Linked DNA regions of Oryzias latipes: region 2 is linked to region 1. Evidence: chromatin contacts called from public Hi-C data. All regions are on one chromosome and are shown on one strand. The core of a region is the stretch at or near the end of the contact, and the rest is flanking DNA. Distances in the headings are between cores, read along the strand shown.

Region 1 (6,149 bases), core at 2,404-4,903:
TCTTAGGTTTGGGCTTTTCCTGATTTGGTTTTTATGGAGAGAAAAACGGTTTAATTTTCAGACTGTTCTCAAAGATTTTTTTTTTCTTTTGTTTAGTAGTCATATGTGAAAATTTATAATATATTATGTAGTCCTGTGCTAATTTGTTTTGCATAAAGTAAAGAAAGGAATTGAAATAATTATTTGTTTAATCGTTGTCAAACATAAAAATGAAGCAGTTTGAGCTGAAAACACCCAAACCTTTTTTTTTCCTCATAAAATATACAAACTATGATCTAAATTACATGATCTGTTTGCAGACTGTATGGTATTTGTTTTGGTGGATTAAAGCTTTTTGTTTCTGCTGTAAAATCCCCGGAAATAGGTAAAAACAAAAAAATATAACAAATTCTAAGAATTGCATATTTTTTACTTTGTTTTGTTGGTTTGTTTACAGAGAAAAAAAATCCAGTTTTGCCGCAGCTTTGTTCGCAGCTCTCCCTAGTGGACAGAACAGGAAGTACAACCTTAGCGCTTCTTTCCCTCTAGCTCAGGGGGGCCGACAGGTTTGACACAAAGAGCCGAAATTTTTAACTGTGATAGTCAAACAGCCACACCACGCACTGTCCTGCCAATACATACACACACAAACAAACACACAATTAAAGCCATATTATTCCCAGAAACACACTCCTCTCCTTACAATACAACAGCCCTGGATGTAATAAAGGGTGCAGTTTCAGTTATGGGTGTTTTACGTTAACACATACCGGTAAAACATGCACGTGTTTTAAAAAGGCAGAGGAAGCAAAACTGAGTTGGTTGTGTTTTTTTTTTTCAGTCATCAATCAGCATCCTGAACTCCATTAAAGTCGTCATCTTCTGCATCTGGAATGAACAGCTGGGCTACATTTCTATCAAACACGCCGGCTTCCCTTTGGTCATCGTCAGAGTCCGTCTAGTTGCCGTGCGCCTCCTCATAAATGATGCCGCCTGTTGGGAAAGATCCAAGAACAGAAAGAAAGACACGTCAGCCCAAGTATCATTCCATTCAGAAAACTGTGGCGTAACTCGCCTGGCGCTGCCTCCCAGTATGAGGAGCGGAAGATGGACAGCTTTTCGTTGTAATCCGCCGGCCAGTTTCAGGTCTTCCAACTAAGTCAACCTTGCCTTGTTTCCGTGGAAACTCAGCTGCATCTCTTAACTGTCAGAGTTTGTTTTCCAGCTTAGTTCCTCCACTTGCAAATCATGGATTCATTCACCTTGAATTCTTTCGCAGCTGCTCGATTCCCATGTTCCTCCGCGTAGCTGATAACTTGCATTTGAAACTGAGCTTCATAAGCAGTCTCTTTGCAGAATTCTCAGTGTTTCCAAAACGGTGTTGTTCTGCATCATGCTCATACCTGCACCTTTGTACTATTCGGGGTGTCTTCTTTCACGTCGTCAATTCCCCTCCTCACCGTTCTCATGCTGTCCTCTCCTACGTCCTCTATACAGAAGTCAAACAACAACCCCTTTGGGCCGCACCATAGGGCGCACCGTACATTTGGGAGAAAATGTAGGACTTTAGTACGCCTTATGGTCTTGAAAGTATGGTATATAGAAAATATGATAGGAGGGAGAGATCTGCATGTGTATTTGAGGCTGAAATTTATTTATAATAGTCATTTTTACATGCATTCCTTGTTGGAATGCATTTGGAATGTTGCAGTTTCACTCCTCGACCGCTAGATGTCAGCAGTATTACACTGAACTTTACTCCCTAATAGAGACTTCCAGTCTCACATTCAGTATTTATGCAGAATATTGAAGTAATCAGATTACAGAGGAGGGGCTGGATTACAATGCATTGTACCATGAAGCATAAATGAGACAGAGATCTCTGGCTGTGAAATGAACTAAATTCTCCTTGAAACCACCAGAGAAGTGTCCTAAAGTCACAACTGAGCCATGAAAGCTTCTTCAAAGCAATGGCGACAGGAAGCGCCTGGCTGATCAAACACACCAGCAGGCCGGCGGCACCTCCAATCCAGAGCGCAGAGCTGGTGAAGGAGGCCCCAGCAGATGGCTGGGAGGACCTTTTGCTGCTGGCGTGCGTGTCTACATGCAGGTCTCTGCATTTGTGGATGAGGTGGTTCTCAGAGGAGCCAATTAGCTGCAGCAGACTGTGAAGGCACCCGAGAGCTCAGAGATCCAGGCTGGTTCTCTTTGTTCTGCTAGGAACAGCAGCAGATTCACCACAGCACGTTTTCAGCCTTTATAATGGGAGCGGACACTGAGGCTATGGAAGCCCAAAAGGCCCAAAATGAGCTGGTTTCAAATTTTACCAGTGATTTTTTTTCACTCTCATCCTTTTCACATGTGTTTCTTAACAAGACCATTATTCATTTCACTGAAATAATAGAAAATCACAGAAAAAAAAAGGTGTAGCAACACTTTTTTATAGCTGTATCATCTTAGAATTAAGGATTAGAAAATTGCAGCTTTTTTGAGTTTCAAATGAACCTTCTCTTACCAATTTAGACACAAACCAGGTGGAACCAAGCATGGTGTGCCTTATTATCCAGTCCTTTCTATATTTTTGTGTACATTTCTGACATATTACATTTATAAATGTGTTACATTTATATGTATAGATATGATGCATATATTTTTATTATGTCTATATATTGTTTGTTTCTGTTACGCTTGTTATCTCTCATGGGGGGGGGGGGGGGGGGTAGTCATTTTAACTTTTAAAGCTCTAATTTGCTCAAATTGAGGGTTTGGGATTTTTGAGCGTTACAATTTCTTTTTTGTCCCGCCTAACTGTGATTTAAAAAAAAAAATCATTTTTGAGGTGGGGGGAGCAACCCATCCCAGTTCAGGATTCATTTTCATTAGAAACCAAGATGGCGGAGATGATCCATGCAGGAAAAAACACATCTCAAATAAAATATATTCATTCACGACTGAAAAATGACTGAGAGCAGAATTACTGGAAATTAAAAAACATGTTTATTGCTGAAACATTAAACCAAAGAAACGTTCAGTATGGTTGTGAGAGAAGAAAAGAAAAACTGCTTTAGTTTACTTGAAATTCAGATGAAAACGTTTTGAAAAGATCATCTGGATTTAACTCTAACTTGTTCGTGTTAAGATGACACGACAGTTAACTTCAGGTTTAAGGATTAAGGCTAAATCTTTCACAATAAAAGCTCCACCTTTAAAGCAACAGCACCGAAACGGCTCAGATCTGCATCAAAGTGTTCTATAAATGACTGAATGTTGAATGAATCAAATCTTCCAGTGAGGATGAATTTGAGTGTGAAAAGGACGAGGCTTCCTCTGGTGCAGACGGGGAAACTTTGTTTCCTGATCTGAGAACAAAAGCAGATGAAAAGTTTTTTCAGAAGTTCCTCCTTCCCTTTCATGGATCAAACCATGATGTTGCTTCTTCACTATCTTTTCTGGATCAGGATGGAAACAACGTTTGTGAACTTTTTTACATCGTGTTGGATCTTTGGAACAAACGATGGCGTGAACAACGGCGTTACGTCTGTGACAGAGATTCATTTGAACACAGTCAACAGTGTCAGGATCTCCAGCTCCCAAATGAGGCTCTGTGATGTGGGTGGATGGGACTGAGCCCTCCCTCACAGATCCCAGCTGACGTGGGAGTGACGGAGGTCGTGACGTAGTCTGGGAGATGTGACCTCCGACCCTGAAGATGCCTTCAAATCCAATTTGAGCTCAGTTGTGAAGCGAGAGACATTTCTCCGGTGGGTGTGGGGAGAAGGAGCGGAGTCGGGGCCACAGCAGGAAGCACAGAGGCAGACATTGATTTTGTGTTGGATTTTACATTCTTCAAAGTCTCTCTATAAGCTCTCCACAGACACAAAGATGCCCAAAAAAGGGGGGGAGGGGATCAACCCAATCAGAAGACGAGAACATTTTTGCACAGAAAACCAGCAAAAGGCTCAGAAAACCCACTCTGCATTTGTCTGAATCTAGAAGGTGATGAACTGCTGGTGTGTTGGAGGCAGGCCATCGTTCTTTTGCTTGCGGCGCCACAAACAGAGTCAGAGACAGAAACGTTCAGACAGATTCGGCTCAGCAGGAAGCTGAAAGCGAGGTGTTAAAGTCCTCCTTATGCCTCTCACAAACTGTTGTTTGTCTCCTCTGGTGCTGCTGGGCCACACGGCTGATACAAGCAGAGAAGGTGAGCTTCCATGCCGCCTTCATTTTCCCGTTCATCTGCTCTGATCTCCTTTCCTAAAGACCAAAGCCAATTCTGGAAAATGTCCCATATTTGTTAAAACATCAAGTTACATTTAGCATTTTCTTTCATTGGAACAGACAACATAAATACAGTTAGGGTGGGGTGGGGGGTTTATATCAGTCCACCTCCCTGTTTAGCAATTAATTAAATTCTTTTTGATTAACTTAAGGTTTAATGGATTCAATGTGTCATGTATGATATAGATATATCTTCATACCACAGTCCAGGTGAATACCCAATTTGATTGGCTGCTGGGTGTGGATAAAGTTAGGGATAATGGTGCAAAGTGTGAATTACAAGACTTAACGCACTACTTTGTATGTGGTTCCTGCTGGCCCCAACATCCAAAGTTCTAAATATTTGATTGACAGATTCTTCCGCTTCCAAGTGGTAGGAGGGTGGACTTCCAATAAGTTCACTCCTGATTGGTGAGAGTGGTTGCCATAAAAATATTGACTCAGACACACTTGGACCAAACACTGCTTACTTATGTTGTATGGTTCCAACAAATGGCGCCGTCCAAATCACCAAAAAATGCTTCAGTCTGGTTGGAGCCGATAGTAAACCCTTTTCCACGGATGACGTCACGCTAACTCTGTCCAGTTCTCTTATACAGTCGATGATCAAAAGTCCTGTTTTAGTGTTTCGTGATTCTCTTTTTAATTCTGACTTTTTTTTTTTATATTCTCAGTTTCTGCATGACTTCTGATCTCTTGAAGCTTCTCCAACAACCACTTTTCCTGATCTTGAGTTTCTTTTTATTTATAAAAAAAAAAGAAAGGGATCCTTAACTTCAAGTTTTAAGTTTTCAGTTAGTTTCAGTTAATTTGTAAACTATTTAATTTCTCGTCCACCATCCACCATTTCTCCCAAAAGTCTGTAGTACTTTTTCTGCAAGCTCATTAGTAAATTAAAAATAAAAAAATAAAAGGCATCCTGCCACCTACTGTATTGGGGCAAAACAGCAGGATCCACCTGGATTGTTGTTGAAAAATATGTGTTAGTCTGGTGCGTATTTTCTGTAATTAAGAGAACTAGTCAGACTGCTAAATCAGACCTCAAACGTTCCTTCAGGTGGGGAAGGTTGGGTCGTCCTTTGGCCTGCCTGCAGCAGGAGATAATAACCTTTTTTTTAATTTTTGGATCAGACCATCTTTAGAAGATGAAATGATGTTAACGCAGCAGCCGTGGGACACGACATTACCCATCGTCGTCCTAATAATTTCTTCTGCAGATAAACTGAATCATCCTCGTCTTACTCCTTTTGGGCTCGGAGTCATGGCAACCCAACTGCAGCAGCCTCGTCAGGCAGAATGGGATCAAATAGGAACGAATGGTAAAAAAAGGAGCGTGGCTTCTTAACCTGAAGTTTTGTTTTGGTTGAGAACTTCTCGGTCGTTCTGCACCGTGAAGCCTCATCAAACACACACTTGAGCTCACACACACCCGGCCTCTGAAAGCAGACAGTGGACTGATAACCATTGGAAGTGACAGATGCAAGATAGAAGCTTATAAGAGCTCATTGACCTCCGCTCCGTTCTGGGCGCTGTGTTCGCTGCAGCAAATTACCCATCCGTCCGTCTGACGGAGCCTTCCAGCAAAATGAGGACGGCCGGGGTCCTCAGCAGTGTCAGCATGGATATAGTCTGTCTGGAAATGTGACTTCTTTGATGCATGTCTGCAGAAAACCCCCCACAGGAGAGCAAATATTTGAACGAACTTCATCAAATAAATGCAAACCACAAAAGCAAAAAATCTCAAACAACTTTAAGGAGTGTGAGGTTTGGTTTTGTCTCAATTTCATTGTAAAAACTGTGGTTTGGTGAGGACTGTTTTGACAGGTTTGGGATAAAAATTGAGATTTTGGGTTTTATTGGTTGACTGGGTTTCATCTCTGAATATTTCTGAG
Region 2 (6,431 bases), core at 2,963-5,462, 34 kb after region 1:
CACCGCCTCAGCTTATGACTAAAAAAAAGTTACATTTCTGTTAAAATGTCATCCATACCAAATAGAAAAATTCAAGTTTCCACCTATAGAAATGCCTCTAGATTTCACAAAGCGCCTGGAGCTGCAGCTGAAGAACGAGTCGAGTCGCTAAGCAGCAAGTGAAACATGATTTTAATTAACTCTAATCAATAACATGGACAGCTGGGAGACCCTCACAGCAGCAGCTACACTTAACTATCTGTTAATCACTGAATGATTAGCAGCGTCTCTCAGGTCCTCCTCTCACATTCACACAGACCAAGTGGACTCCATAAAGAACAGAGGTGGAGGACGAAAGAAGCAGCTTGTGTGTCACAGGTGATGGGGAGGGGTAACTGCACAAGAACAAGAAGATTTGACCAATTTGCACATCATAATACGTGTGACCATCTCCATCATAATGGCTCCATTGCAGCTGTGAGATGACACCGGCCTCATCAACTTATGTGTCAGAACAATTGATGGGAAGCACACGATGTAATAGGTCTTCCTGTCCTGTCCGCACCGGGGTCCGATCTCCTGGGAGATTCATTCGCGCGACAGGAGCCGTCGCCTGCAGCCTGCAGGAGAAATGGAAAGGCTTCATGTGTGGAAATGAATTCTTCACCGCTGGCAGAGACACAAAGGAAAATTAGTGTTTTAATAACCTTTGCTTCATGTTTTAGGTTCTTAGGATGCAAAATTGAAAGATGTTTGGGATCCATATCAGGATGGAGGATCGCATTAGAAATACTAAAATGAGTCCATCATAAATCCAACAATTTGGAGAAATAAAGATTTGTTAAACTTCTGTCTAAAACAAACTGACAAACTGAACTAAACTAGAGTTTTTCTTGTGAATAGAAAAAAGGTTTTTGCTTGAAAAAATACAAGGACTCGATGTACCGCAAAATTTGAAGTGCTGATATTGTGTTCTGTTAGTCAAGATTGAAACACTTCAGAAGGAGCATTGACTTCAGACGCAATGAAATATGGAAATATTTCCGTTTTTGTCTTCTAGTTTTCTTTTTTACCTCTCAGATTTCAGTCTTTTTTGTGAGTCCCCATGTTTTCTGCCAAATATTTATTATTAGAAAACCTCTGCGTAGTTAAGTGCACCTGAATAAAAAGCGGTTTCACGTCGACAGCTTACCCGGGTCTAAAACCTGCAGTGATTCTGTGGACTAGAAATAATGATTGATCTGAGAAGAAACATCAAAATGTCCGTCCTCGGAGGCATGTCTGAGACCCATGTTTGATGATGGTATTAAAAGGAGGATAAATAATTTACCATGTTTGCTGACTGCATGCTTAAGCTGCTGCAAACATTCAGTGTCTCTCACGTCTATTTATATAGCGTCTTTTTTTTTTTCACACAGTTGATCGCTGCAGAGGATGGACTGTTGGCGTCTGGACGCGTTGAGAGCAGCTCAATGTTTGCAGCAGGAATTCAGACTGACAGAGAAGCAAAGCTCAGATCCTGGCTCCGAACAACCGGCAGTCCACATGTGAAACTCTGTCAGCACATTCATGCAGTCTGTCCATTAGACAGACCCATACCCTCCTCCCACAACAAGGAGTTGATACATTGGCCTGGCTGCGGCCTCACCTCCTACTCTTGTGGCCTTTTGAAGAGCCTGCAGAAAACGTGCCAGTGAAGGAGAACAGTTTTACCACAGAGCATCATAGGTGGTTAACAAAACTCTCTGGGATTTCTGAGAAGCACACAGACTGTCTCACAGCAGCTGCTTTGCCTGCCTGGAAGGGAGAAGCCATCCACCCTCTGAGAAAACACCTGTAAACCTGGGATGCCGTTCTATCCAGATTTAGAAACCGAAGCTTTCTGACATCGTTTAGGAAATATATATATATATATATATATATATATATATATATATATATATATACATATATACATGTTTGCACATTGAGGTTATTTTAGCTTTATACAGTTTTTATCATACTGTATAAAGTTCAATGGATTGCTCCATCCCATAATTTAAAGGGTAAATATCTAAAGAACTCCTGCTGCTCTGCAGAAACTATGCCCAAGAAAACAATACAGGTTATTTTTATTTTTGTTCGACATAAATCTGCATAATCAGAATTAAAAGTGTTAAGAATAGTTAGAAAATGCCTTTAACTTTTTTATTAGACTAATGGTTTAAACTTAATTCATTAAGCATGTATTATCGCCTCACAATTATATTACATTTGAAGACAGCACAGCCCAGCTATTTTTCTCACAGTTTCTTCTCATACTCCCTTTTTTTTGTGTGTGATGCCTCAGAGATAACTCCATTGCGACCTTGGAGCGCCTCTCCAGTAACAACATGCGGGTGTGATTTTCACACCATTGTCCAGTGTATGATCTTCTGAATATGCAAATGCAGGGTTCTTATACCAAGCCCATCTCCCTGCCTTCGGTGTTCAGACTTTGAATGCACCATGTTCATCTGTCTGTCCCCTTCATGTTTGTACGAAGTAAAACTTCCACAAAATATAAGTACCTGTCTCTGAGTCATTATTCATTCGTTTCTGTGTGCAGGAAACTGATGGGTACGAACCTAACCTTTTTTATCTACAGTCCTGTTTAGAATCACCAGTTTCCTCACAAAAAGTCCACTGGGAATGTTTGAAAATAGATAAAAAGATAATTGAAGTGGGTCTTTAAAGATCTGACTGTTACATAACAACCTGCCAGGTTTCTTGGTTTTCATTGTTTTGTTTGGCACCTTTAGAGTCAAGTCCTGCTGGTTCCTCTAGAAAGCATTCACACTGCTTTCTAGATGAACCAGTCTTCTGCTTGGTGTACTTTCATCTTACATTTTTTCCTTTTTTGTCAACTTCAGTACAGGTTTTCATTCTGCACAGCATGGAAACAGAAAGCTGAAACAGTTGGACTCAAACAGGGCAGATGACCTCAAGTCATCAGTCAAACCCACTAACTTCAGTGAAGCTGCATGAAGACGAACTGTCAAAAACACAACTGGAGCATCTTTGATCCTGTCGTTAGTCGCTGAGTCGAGAATCGTTTGTTACCCTTGTGCTATCCTAGGCACTTTAACATTGGGAGTCGGGTCATCTAGACCCACTAGACAGTGCTCTGAACCTTTTTTCTTCAATGATTTGTGATCTTCACTGGTGTCCATGGATTACATGAAATCTTTCCACCTTTATCCACCTTTGTCATGGTAGGAGGAACACTACAATGCAAGGGTGGGGTCATCTAAGATAGCACAAGGGTTAAATGAAATCTTGAGAGCCTCAGATTGTTTGCTACGCCCCTGTATTGTGTGGGCCGGCCCATATGGGCTTTCAAAAAAGTCTGCACTTTTTTCTTTCTATGGTTTTATTTATTGCTTGGAAATGAATTCATCATTTACCTTTTGATTTGATTTGATTTGAAATGGTTTATTTCAAGCAATCAAATAAGAATACCACACAAAACAATCATCAGTTATCCATTTATACAATGACGAATCAAACTTAGGATAATTAGACCATAAATGTTAGTGTGATTGTTTTGTTTAGATAAATAATTTCATTCAAGTAGTTTTAATATCTGCCTTTGTTTAAACACTCTCTGGACCTGATTTTTTTTAATTAAAAATTTTAGAAACAGCTCCCCACTGACAGACTGGTCCCCCTCATTAATAAAATGAGGTGATCAATAGCAATTTTGACTTTTCTGATCTCCTGGAGCCCGGTTGCTGGGTCTAATCTTGTGCCGTTGGAGAGTGAGACTGGGGTGTGAGACGGTGGGTGGATCGTGCAGATGTCTCACTTCAAGCTCAGTCGAAAAACTGAAGATTTTCATTTGTGCTTCCGCCTACTTTTTCAGCATCATGCCTGTGTGGGTGTGCACACATACTCACACCTACACAAGCCTGACCCCCACCGTCACTGCACACACACATCCATTCGGGTTCATCAACAAGCACCCCAGATCAAAAATAACTTCCTTTAGAACCAAAGCTGCACTTATAGAGCCCAACTTTTGGCCATCCTCCAGCTTTAGGTCCATGTTTCACCACTCATACAGCAGGTGAGGTATGAACAGGCAGCTCCTGATGTGGAATCAAACGACAAACAAACAGATAATAAAATCGAAAGGGTGATGCTGTTTGATTGCTGCTGTAACAAATGTGGTGGTGTTACGTTAGCAAACACTCGATGGACTACACAGAATGCACATGGAGGCGCACACATAAACACACACTGAGACGGAGCTGAGCGGGGAGTATAAAAGAGGCTTCCTTCCCGCTCTTCGGAGAACTGCTCTCCTCACTCTCATACTCTGCTCACACGCTCAACTTCTCTCCTCAAGGTAAGGAAGACTCTTTTTCTAAACTGATGGATGACATACTGACATTAGAGGATTTCCTGAAAGGATTGAATTTGTTAATATTTTGACACTTTCTTATGTTCTTTTGAATGAAAATTGGAGGTTTTATCATATATTTCTAAAAGCAAACCTGACATGAAAAATGCTTTCTTAACATTGAGGATCAGGTCAGTTTGACCTGATGGAATGACCATCAGGACGAGCAGCTCCTCACATGACTGAAGCTGGAGCTCTGGACGGCAGAGCAGGTTGAACCAGAGTGGAGGACATCATCTGAAACGCTCCGTCTTCTGTCTGTGTTTCAGATGACCGCTGGCCTGGGAGTGTGTGTGGTGCTGGCAGTTTTGTGCACAAGCTGCTTGGGGCTCCCCGTCTCCTCAGCACCCTCAGATGAGGGCCAGCACTCCCTCTCAGCTCCTTCTGAAGGTGCGACTCTCATGCAGAACAAACAGCTTTCCTTTGTGTCACGATTTCACACCTGATTTTATCTTGTGTGCACTTTAAGTTGCTCTTCCTGAGGCCGACACCAAAAGTTTGGATGGCGCCCACGTCCGACATAGCCGTTCCACCACGCAGCTGAAAGACCTTCCCGGGGCTGAGGAGGATGGAGATTCACGGGCAAACCTCAGTGAGCTGCTGGCAAGACTCATCTCCACCAGGAAAGGTGTGTTAGGACGTGTGCAACTTTGAGCAGACTCTTTGTTGTGCAACTGCAAAGAATGATAAAACTGTAAAGGATTTTAAAGGCGAGTGCTTTTTCCTGCCACTCCTCCTCCTTAGTGCAAAGCCGGCTTTGTAAAACGAGTTAGTAGCACTGAAAAGCTTTTGTGGTTTGAAAAAGCGTTTATTAGTGCGTACATCTTTCCGGTTAATCTTCTCTTGGCATCTTTTATCATCTCATGCTAAATCTTACAACTAATATTCTCCCTTTTTTAAACCCACAGACACCACTCAAAAGATTTCTTCCAGAATTTGATTTTAAAACAAAACATCTAGCATGAAAATTAATTTATTTTTAGCTTATATGTTACCATTTTCATAGTTTAACTTTCCTTAGCTGGCTGATTTATTCTGGCCATTAGATCTGCTAAATCCCCACTCAAACTCTGAAATGTTTCTGCTTCACACAAAGTAAAAACTTGGACACAGAAATGTACAAAAAGTCAAAGGGCACGCTGAAATTAATATTTATTACCGGAGGGATCGGGTGCCTGGGTGTGCTTCTGTGGGCGTCTGTGCCTGCGTTCACGCTGTTTGTTCACTTGCAAGTTTTTGGTGTGGGAGGTGTCGTTGTCAAGCCTTCTGCGGCCAATCCTCTCAGCGTGCCAGGGAGTCGCACTGGTGTGTCGGTGTGCGTGCACATTTTGCGGGGGAGGATGCGGGTGGAGGGAAAGTGTGTTTCTGTGAGCGTGTAGTTTTGCTCGTGAGCTCTGCTTGGAATTAAAAAAATCAGGACCAGGGAAAAAAAGGGAGATGAGAAGGAGGAAGAGGGATGGGTGTGGGGGTTGGTGAAGGAGGAGGAGGGGGGGGCACATGCAATTACATGCATGCAATTGGAGGGGCTAATGTGTCAGAGCTGCTGCTGCTTCGTCTTTAGGTCAAGTCTGAGCTTGGCCTGGGTGGATTTGTGTGTGCGTTTGTGAGCACATGTGTGAGTGTCAAGAAAATTTAATGAAGCAAAAACCAGAACCAGGCAATTAAAATACAGCAAAACAAGTCGCCTCCACTGGTTGAGTTTTGTGAAAGACACTGATGATGACACTTCTTCTTGATTAATAAAGTTAGCTAAACTATTTTGAAATGTAGGAATTTGACAGGATTTTTTGTGAGTGTTTAGTCTCATTCAAAGCTCACGTTTCTCCCTTTTGCCTCCAAACCTGGAGCATGTAGACTGATGACGCTCACGTGTGGCCTTCTTTTCTCCCCTCATCCCCTGCTTGCCGTGCCCCCCCTCCAGGTTCAGTGCGTAGAAACTCCTCAGCAAACAACAGAGGAGGCGTCCTGCGGGCCAACCACCGGATAGCAGACAGGGACTACTTGGGCTGGATGGATTTTGGTCGCCGTA

The links. A called contact is a pair of places that touch in the nucleus more often than the background predicts.
Region 2: a Hi-C map of embryo shows a contact between it and region 1, with 1.9 times the contacts expected there. The contact joins the promoter of cck here to the enhancer-like site in region 1. A contact is called at or near these places in 4 of 5 Hi-C or Micro-C datasets (embryo and gastrula embryo).

The regions. Positions count from the first base shown.
Region 1 is chr11:14,227,523-14,233,671 of ASM223467v1, forward strand. No RefSeq gene overlaps it. Among protein-coding and RNA genes, the nearest start is that of cck, 35 kb to the right of the region's middle. Within about 2 kb of position 3,654, at least 3 of the 8 cell types and tissues checked have an H3K27ac peak or open chromatin away from gene starts, as enhancers often do. A contact at or near this core is called in embryo, where this site is marked.
Region 2 is chr11:14,261,127-14,267,557 of ASM223467v1, forward strand. It overlaps cck (cholecystokinin), which reads left to right and starts at 4,213. Exons shown (of 4, transcript XM_004073873.4): 1 at 4,213-4,348; 2 at 4,672-4,792; 3 at 4,872-5,030; 4 at 6,324-6,431. The coding sequence starts at 4,672.